Linked DNA regions of Drosophila melanogaster: region 2 is linked to region 1. Evidence: chromatin contacts called from public HiChIP or PLAC-seq data. All regions are on one chromosome and are shown on one strand. Each heading gives the region's core, a stretch centred on a gene start, on an enhancer-like site or on the middle of the called end of the contact. The rest is flanking DNA. Distances are from core to core; before and after follow the strand shown.

What was found. HiChIP or PLAC-seq counts read pairs in DNA pulled down with a chosen protein or histone mark.
Region 2: an H3K27ac HiChIP or PLAC-seq map of the Kc167 cell line shows a contact between it and region 1, with 5 times the contacts expected there. The contact joins the promoter of CG14618 here to the promoter of Elys in region 1. A contact is called at or near these places in 1 of 107 Hi-C or Micro-C datasets (embryo) and 1 of 6 datasets of contacts at active chromatin or transcription factors (the Kc167 cell line).

The regions. Positions count from the first base shown.
Region 1 is chrX:19,650,263-19,654,906 of dm6, reverse strand. It overlaps Elys (elys,), which reads right to left and starts at 2,602. Exons shown (of 7, transcript NM_134496.3): 1 at 2,349-2,602; 2 at 1,645-2,280; 3 at 1,269-1,585; 4 at 851-1,214; 5 at 591-781; 6 at 1-455. The coding sequence starts at 2,451. Ranbp21 (Ranbp21,) reads left to right here and starts at 2,638. Exons shown (of 2, transcript NM_001298524.1): 1 at 2,638-3,504; 2 at 3,590-4,644. The coding sequence starts at 3,607.
Region 2 is chrX:22,470,968-22,475,611 of dm6, reverse strand. It overlaps CG14618, which reads right to left and starts at 1,914. Exons shown (of 2, transcript NM_134620.4): 1 at 1,067-1,914; 2 at 614-975. The coding sequence starts at 1,802. The coding sequence ends at 752. It overlaps CG12576, which reads left to right. Exons shown (of 4, transcript NM_001272844.2): 4 at 1-761. CG14613 reads left to right here and starts at 3,591. Exons shown (of 4, transcript NM_001272843.1): 1 at 3,591-4,263; 2 at 4,325-4,470; 3 at 4,634-4,644. The coding sequence starts at 3,836.

The DNA of each region.
Region 1 (4,644 bases), core at 1,353-3,852:
TTATCCATGTGCTGACCCTCCGGCAGGAGGCCGTGATCGATAAACCAAAGCAGCACTCTTTGGTACTCGAGAACCGTTTTCAGCGCCCTCTCGTTGGCACGGCAATCGTCCAAAATTGAGGAGGTTAGCCTGCGCCGTCCCTGCTCGACAATGTAGGACTGCAATCGTACCAATTCACGCAGCTGACCGGATAGCACTTGAAACTCGCGCCGTTCCCGCTGGTCCAGTGGATAGCCGCCGTAATCAAAGATGCCATGGCAAAGTTCCGAGCACCTCGTCTTGATCTGTCCGGCGCGCTTCAAGATCCAGTTGGTCAGCGTGGACAAGGAGAGTTGCGTGTTATCAATCATGTTGCACAAGAAGCTGCCATCCATCCAACTCCGTGCGCAGTCGTTAAGCAAAGCTCCGCAGTTGTGCTCCAGGGCCACCGACAGTATCAACTCGTACATGGCAATCTAGAGAGCAAGATAATGCAATGTTACTTTAAAACGAGTATAACGAGCATGATTCATTTCCCCAAAGACTGTGGTACTATATGATACCAGAAGATTTCCGGATAACTGATAATAATAACCTAGTGTGTAGCTCACCTTAGAGAATGTGGCGTTAGGGTTAAGCTCACAAAATTGTGGCAGGAGACGCAGGCGAACGATGTCCTCGTGGTAGATCTGAGGACGCAAAAAGAGCGTGGCACGATCACAGCGAAGTGCGTTCAGAAACCGATGCTGCACTCCGTCCTGGGCGTAGTACCGTTTGCCAGTTGGAGTTAACAGTGAGCAATCTGGAAATAGACGGTATTACTTGGCTATTAATCTTACTGGCGCTGGCTTCAATCACCGCTGTCACTTACCAAAGGTTAGTGAGTTGGGATAAAAGTGCTCATCGTAGCGCTGCAGTGAGACAAAGTGCAATATGGTGGTGGAACGCAAATCCAATGCCAGTCCCGTCTGTAGACCACTGAGTATGTAGCCGGACATGTAATTAGGAACTTCGTTTTTGTGAACGGATGTGGGCATCTCATCCTTGTACCACTGATTAATGTCGAACAGGACTAGCTTGTTCTTTTTATCTGCACTTGAGTGCCACGAGATGACAATCAGCAGCGTTCCGTTGTCGCCGGCAAAACTGAAAGTAGACGCCGTGGCGCAGCCGATCACGGAGCAGATGCCTCCGTCCAAGATTTGGCGGTTGCGCACGGTTCTAGAACGGTAGTCCTGCGAAGCAAGAAGTCAATATTGGTCTGTGCGTGACGGCTCAAGATTTCTCACCTTAAAACGGATCGTGTGGGTTTCCCGGTCCCGGTACGAGCCCCTGTAGCAGACCGAGTGCAGCATCATTTGCAGGACGTCGATATTTTGGTACAATGCACAGATGTAGAAACAGGGTTTGGGGTCATCCGGTGGCATAATGAGGCACATTCGCTTCACTGCTCTATTGACCCCTTTCCTTTTTACTGGCGAATTCAGATCAGTGGTCACGTCGAAGTTGATTAGGTCGTAGATCAGGATTCGGCCGTCTTCTAGACCAGCAGCATAGCCGGGCGCCATGCTAATGCCCATAAGGCAACTGATTCCAATGGATGCCACTGTTGGTAAATTGAAGGTTAACCTAGCTACCATGGCACACTGGCAGTGACAGACTCACCGTCCATCCGCACAGCCAAGTGAGCCCCTTTGGAGCGACAATGGGTCAGCTTGGAGCTGAGTTGCCTCTTGGACTCCTCGGAGGATACAAAGTATAGGTTCCCGTCCGACGGCTCATCTTTGGAACTGGGGGAGCAAAGGCTGCGCCTTTGGGTACTCGCCTGCAGGCTGTCGCTGTTCAGATCAACCAACAGCACAGTGCCTTCCTCGGTGGCCACGGCCAGACAGCCTTTAAACCGTCTCAGTCGCGTGAGTCCATAGATTCTTTTATCGAGGAACGTCAGCGCGCTGCACGTTATACCGTGAAGGTCGAAGCGGCGGAGCACCTGACTGTTGCGAATGGCATAGATGAGCACCTGCGTGCTCAACGGGCAGTCGATGGGTCTCTGATCGCCGCTGTTCCATGACTCCAGGCAGATGGCTAGCATAGCGGGGCGTTCGTGTTCGCCGGGGAAGAGCTCCTCCACGCAGCGAATGCTTTTGCGCGGCCCCAGATCATCGGATTCGCTCCAGAAGCAGTGCCAAGAAAGGTAATCGCCGGTGGACATGCTGCAGACCAGCAAAGTGGCATCGCTTCCATACCGCCAGGTCACCCAGCCCCATTGCCCGTCGCGTATGATGCCGCCCAGGTATTCGGCTGTAAAGGGATAGCGGAGATTCTTGGTGAATCGGTTTCGGCACACGCCGTATTTTGTGCACACTTACCGGCGTCCAAATGTGCCGACGGCTCCCGGCCAAATCCGGGTACTATGCGCTCCGGGAACGCAATCGTGCGGCTACCGTCCAACTCCACTTCGTGCCACTCCATCTCTATTTCATCAATGCCGGCCGCTTGCAAATAAAAATAAAATTATAAATACAGCGCTCTTGCACCGATTGATCGGCGTGTATGTTTTGTGTGTGCGTGAGTGTGTGAGTGCCTGAGCGGCCTGGCGTTGCCGCCTCGATTTGGCATACAAAAAAACCGTTGTTTTGCTTGTCGTGTATGCACGCTGAGTGGCCCAGTGCTGGCTAACGTCCGACAGAGATTCGCAAATTTAGCGATGGCAAGGACTTGAGTTACTAGTTACCATATATTTCTGTACATTTTCAATTTTTTCTATATACATGCTTAAACAAGTTTGTAACTGAGAGGCAAGCCAATCATTTGAAGAAAAGACTAGAAGCCGGCACTTGCAGCCTGGCAACTTCAACACCAGCAGACTGGCAACGCTGCAGAATTGCGAAAATATTGCGCGAATTTCATAAGGAACTCAACCGGCTGGCTTTGCATTTGAAGTCCGAATGAACACAGATAGTAGCAACCTTGAAGCGTAATGCCTTGTATCACTCAATTCAGGCATATATAGCTCCGAGTCAAGCTCTTAGTACATACAATAGCAACAATACTATCTGGCAACTTTCGTGCGCCGCTTGTCAACCCTGTCCCGTGCGATTTGCTGCACATTGTTCTAAAACAACCCAGCCGGAAAAGCGGTTTCAGTAGTGGTCTACTTCTATATGCGACTCAAATGTGAGAGACCTGACCAGAGGCTGTGTTCCAGGCAATAGGCGCTACCCAGGGCGATCATCGGTGCCCACAGGCAATCCCAACCAGAACACCAACACACCACAATCCCAGCTCACGCATTCCGCATTTCGCACACGGAACAGACCACACAACACACAGCACATAGCACATAGCACACACGCACACAGGTAGCGGCAGCTCTTTTAATCTTCCAAAACGTTGTCTGGCTCGCTGGCTGGTTGGCTGGCTCCACAAAAGCATTGGTCACAGACAACGCACGAGGGGATCGCGGCGGAGATCGAGAGGCTAGGCGAGATTTGGGTTTCGAGCGGTGGGCAGGGGCAAGCAGAGGTAAGTGGAGCACATGGCGCCCGTTGCAGGAAGAAGCCGCACCCAGGAAATTTGTTTCAATTCCAATCTAACGCAATACCCACAGGTAGACGCTAGCTAGCGATGTCCCAGCACGGAGGCACCGAGGCTCTGGCCGCCGAACTGGCCTCGGCCATCGATCTAGTCATGAACCCGATGACACAGCAACAGGCGCGCCTGGAGGCCTACATGGCCTGTGAGCGGTTTAAGGAGGAGTCGCCAATGTGCGCCCAGGTGGGCCTATTCCTGGCCAGCTCGCCGCAGTCTAACCAGCAAGTGCGACACTTTGGCCTGCAGCTGATCGAGTACACAATCAAGTACCGATGGAATTGCATTACGCACGAGGAGAAGGTGTACATTAAGGACAATGCCATCAAGATGCTGAACGTGGGCGTGGGCCCGGCGGAGGACCGCTCGCTGCTGCCCACGAAGGACGCGCTGTCGCGCATCATCGTCGAGATGATCAAGCGCGAGTGGCCGCAGCAGTGGTCCGACCTGCTGCCGGAGCTAAGCCAGGCCTGCACCAAGGGCGAGGCCCAAACGGAGCTGGTGCTTCTGGTCTTCTTGCGACTGGTGGAGGACGTGGCCCTATTACAGACAATCGAGTCGAATCAGCGGCGAAAGGACATGTACCAGGCGCTAAACAACAACATGAACGACATCTTCGAGTTCTTCCTGCGCCTGGTGGAGCAGCATGTGACTGCGTTCCGCGAGACAACGCGTCTGTGCAACTACACCAAGGCGAACGCGCACAGCCGTGTCGTCGAGATGGTACTGCTCACGCTGAGCGGCTTCGTCGAGTGGGTCAGCATCCAGCACATCATGTCCAGCAATGGCAAACTGATGCACTTCCTCTGCATCCTGCTCAACGACAAAGCATTCCAATGCAATGCGGCCGAGTGCCTGGCGCAGATCACGAACCGCAAGGGCCAGACCAAGGAGCGAAAGCCGTTGCTTCAGCTGTTCAACGAGGAGCCGCTGCGCTACATCTACCAGGCCAGTCAGATACCGGCCGACACAAGTTCCACACTGGCCGTCGAGCAGCACCTCAACTTCCTTAAGAAGTTGCTGCAAGTGCTGAACGGCATGGCGCAGCAACTGGTGGCGCTTTGGGGCAAGGAC
Region 2 (4,644 bases), core at 665-3,164, 2.8 Mb before region 1:
TTGGAGTGGTTCCAATTTCCCTGGTGGAGATCAGTTATATATTTTGCTACACACTAGTGCTATGTATACTTATATACTAAACTAATCATCCTACAGTTAAGCCAAAAGTTTTCCCCAGTTTTGTTTTTCTTCCTCTTGCTTTGTACATTTTGTTTTTTTTTTCCCCATTTAACCCTATGGTTATGACTATTTTACTTTATGACTTTAGTTTGTATTTGTCCTGTGTGTTTATCTACTGACCGCAAACAAAAGAAACAACGAGCGACGGCACGCAACTTGTACATATACCACAGATACACTTACACTTACGTATATGTATGGTTTATTTTGATGTCGCTGTGAGTGAGGGCGTTAGCTACTTAATCTGAATCCAAATCAAAATATTGATGCAGCAATTAAAAAACCAAAAAAAGTGGCAAATAAGAAACGCAGAAAAAACCATGAAGAGATTTGGTTCGGTGCTGTCTGAAAACGTATTAGCCATATAAAGTGCACAAATCATTTCAGCGTTATATAAAATTAGAAGACGCTATTATTTTTCTGCCGACTTTGCGCTGGCCATCATCGTGCGTTGTATAACATAAATTTCACGTTAAATGCAGTAACACACTTTCTTTGTATTCTTATTATTATTTGCGCTTAAAATACATAAGTTATCATTTAAATTGCGAAACAAAACGAAATGTGATTTTGTAAAAACAAAAACTGAAATAAAAATCAAAAAGACCTCGAGATCCGATGTCGACTGCCGTCAACTGTCTAAAGAATGGGATTCGATTTCAGACTCGACGGCGGTTAAGGTGGGCTTATCTGACTCAGCTTCCTGTTTCTGTTTTTCATCCTGCTGCTCCAAGCAATGATTCGGCTCCTTTTTGTCTGTGATTTTCGCCTTGGCTCCCTTGCGCATGGGAATAGTTTCCAGAATGGCCGTAGTCCAGTCCTGACCGGCAGCAACTTTGGTCAGCAGCTCAAACACTGGATAAATATGGAAGTATTAGCAATCAACATTGAATTCAACGTTTCTTGAATGAGGTTCTGACTACATTATGCAAATTGTACCACTCACCATGGTAGGTGCTCAGCACGGCCCTCGTCTTCATGTCTACATGCTCGCTAAGCGGGAGGCGAGCGGTAGTCAGCCCCGCCGACGTGGCCCTCGAGTGGCACAGGCCCTTGAAGTGATTGTGGTCCACCAGGCCACCGATGACGTAGGTGCAGCCGGGCTGCAGCTTGTCCAACACCCGATCCGACTCGCAGGTGAGGTAGACCAGTTGGCTATGCTCGAAAATATCGGTGTGCCCGCGATCGAAGTAGTACTGCACGTGCCAGTTCTCCCAGCCTTCGTTCTTCTTGAATGACTCGTGGATGTGACCGTTGCGCCGGATGCCTGTGAAGTGCAGATTGCCCGGCTGTGGGCTGCGCCGATTAATGGTGTAGATGCGAAGGCACTGCTTCACGCACTTGACGATGTCCCGTTCCTGCATCAGATCGTCGTAGTCCAGATCTATAGCGACCGAGAGGCCAGACTTTCCGCCGTCTGCCAACTGGCGTTTCTTCAGCTCCTTGCGGGAGGGTCCCGTCCGGACGGGCAGACCCAGCTCCTTGGCCTCCCGCCGCTTCTGCTTTTTCTTCTCACGCTCCCGTTCGCGTCGCAGCTTCCGGAGTTCGGCAAACTCCGCCAGCTTTCGCTGCTTCTTAAGCTGATTTTTGCTCATCGGCGTGCCGGGCGTTGTGCCCGGGCAATTGTTCAGGCTAAGCATCGCCGGGGTCACCTCCTTGAGAGCCTTTTCTGTCGTATCCATTGATCTTGTTACTAGATTTTTTGTTGTGTTTTACGTTACCGCTACCCTCGTGTATTTAAAAGTAGTTCAATTGGCTAAGAAAATTGAATATTGCCAGCAGCTGATTTAACAGCGTTTTCAGCGTGCTGCGCCTAACAGCACTCTGTTACGTGGGGAACACGCTTGAAAGCCCAAGCTAGCTGAAATCCCCTTATTCCATTGTCATATTTTGACAATTTTTCTAAATTCTACATTTACATAGTTTATATAAGAATTTTTAAATTCTTAGTATTTATGCGGATATGAGTTTATTTGTGACTGACTCAATGATCATGCATAGTTGCGGATATTTGCGGATTTTCATAAATTTTTCGCATAATAAGTCGGTCTGAACGGTTGAAAATTTTATTTTTACGTCCTTCTCCACATTTTGAATCCAATCTGCCCTCGTTTTTTGCGCGATTAATAACATTTTAAATTGTTCTCCGCGATGCAGAAAACATTTCTGACAATTCTTTAACAAATTTTCCCAAATGGTGATTATAAAAAATCAGTTAAACTACTTCAAAACTCAATCGTTTGCCAGGCATTTTTAAATTTTACAAAACTAACTTGAACAATGCTCAATTTGGCAAATTTCAAAACCAAATCTGCCACCCACACAACGCATAAAGCGTAAATGACGATTATGTATCGTTTGATTATCGAAATTCCTCGGAATAGGAGCAAAATAGAAAACAAAAGAAAAGTGTGCAAACAATTTCTTTACAGTGTGAAATCTGTGCAAGCTTAGATTTAGTTGTTTTTCTCGTTCATTGTTAATAGTTTTGTTATTATTTTTTACATATTGATAAAAAACATATAAAAAAATAAATGGAAATAAAAAAAATCCATAAAGGTAAACAAAAAGCCCTTAATATTGCATTGAAAGGCAGAAAATACAATTTATTTTCATTGTGCAAACAATTTCTTGACTATCTGTATGTAGTGTGCAATTCATAATGCGCTCACGAAAAATATGCATAGAGTGGATGGGCGATTAGATCCCGTTACTTTCGGTAGAAGACATTCGCATTGTACAGGAACAATTTTTTTTCAACAGTGTAGAATTGTATCTATGTATTTGTTGAATTGTACAATAGTTTTTTGTGTACCTATACATGTACTTATTTGTTATTTGCATTGGCTTATCCGTTAAATTGGCCACTAAAATTATGTACTGAAATTATATCCAAAAGAAATCCAAATGTTTTTTTAAAACGTGGTCGTGGCGATTTTCCGGCTTTTATATTCGAAGCAAACAACATATGTACATATCTTAATGTTGAGATCGCTTAGTAAGGATTTTTATTTTTCAACAAATTAGGTTTACCCTTCTTATCAATGGGTATAAATACATACATATGTCGCAGATCATTTAAATATAACGACATTTCTAGTAATTGCGCGTTTCTGCTTGGCACGCGCCTTTTCTATTCTTTTGATGCGCGGCAGAGACTCTTCGACAAATATGTACATATCTCACGCATCCTAAGCCCTTTGGTTAATGCAATTAAATATCAAGGGCGTAAAAGTTTAAGAAGATTCATTTCTCCTTATAAGATCTAAATCGTTGAGGCCCAGATATGTAATCTTGGTTAAGACTGGTGCTATCTTTAAACAATAGCTATTTGAGAGACCTTAAGGATAATTCGATTTTAAACTACTCAGCAATTTGTTAGTTGAGAAATACAAATGCGTAGAATTGAAAATAGAAAAGCTTTTTATGCCTACTATCGCCAGCCCTGTTACTTAACATCTAGTGCTTTTTCTCAGTTATCGAAAACCGATAGCCCGATGACTGCAGCAGGCCAGGTGAAATCAGAAGATATTTAATAAACTGAATTGAGCCGGCTCTGCGTGGGAACGTGCGTGTGGAATAGTCCCCAGGAGAATCGGGAAGTGGTAAATCTTGAGCCGCTGCTGCCAATAGAAGAGCACCCTCTGCGAGGACCAGCCCGGCACGTTGCATATTGGTTAATTCCTGTAGAGTATTGGCCAATACAGGTTCAATTATGGCAACAGTGGTCTTTCTGTCGCGCCAGCGATTGCTTGCCTGCTCCTTGCGGCTGTTCGGTGGCGCCCACTCAAGGTGCCTGTCGACGATGTCCGAGACTAGTCCAACAAGTCTGGCTAGTGATTCCTGGCCTCTCGCGAATCGCCGTAACCTGCTCCTGCCCACCGTCAACATCCGCTTCAACCACAAGTCGGCGAACCCGGCGGCGGCTGCACCAGCGCCCGCCATTAACAACTCGTCAGCCGGCGGCAAGGATTTGAAGGCCACCAACAGCACCACCTCCAGCGAACTCTTTGGCGAGGCGGCAAACATGGGTTTGTTCGCCAAGTTCAAGCACATGTACAAACAGTACTGGTACGTGCTCATCCCGGTGCACGTGCTCACGTCAGTGGGCTGGTTTGGAGGCTTCTACTACCTGTCAAAGAGGTGCGTACCATACCCCAGAAACCGTTCCGTTCAAACCCTATATGAATCCCTCCCATTGCAGTGGCGTCGATGTGCCCGCTTTGCTGCAGTACATCCACTTGAGCGAGAACATCATTGAGAAGGTGCAGGGCTCGGATATGGGGCACTACGCCATCGCCTATCTGTGCTATAAAGTGGCCACGCCCCTGCGCTACGCCCTTACTTTGGGTAAGCTTCAGCTTTGACTAACATCAGATGCCTTTTTTCAAAAAACTTTATTGTGGCCTTTTGATGCGAACTTCTTTGGAACAGATTATGCTAAAATTTCACGCATAACTTAAATTTTTGTAATAAGAATCATTTAAGCTTATCCGCTTTAACCGTTTTGCAGGGTGTACAACC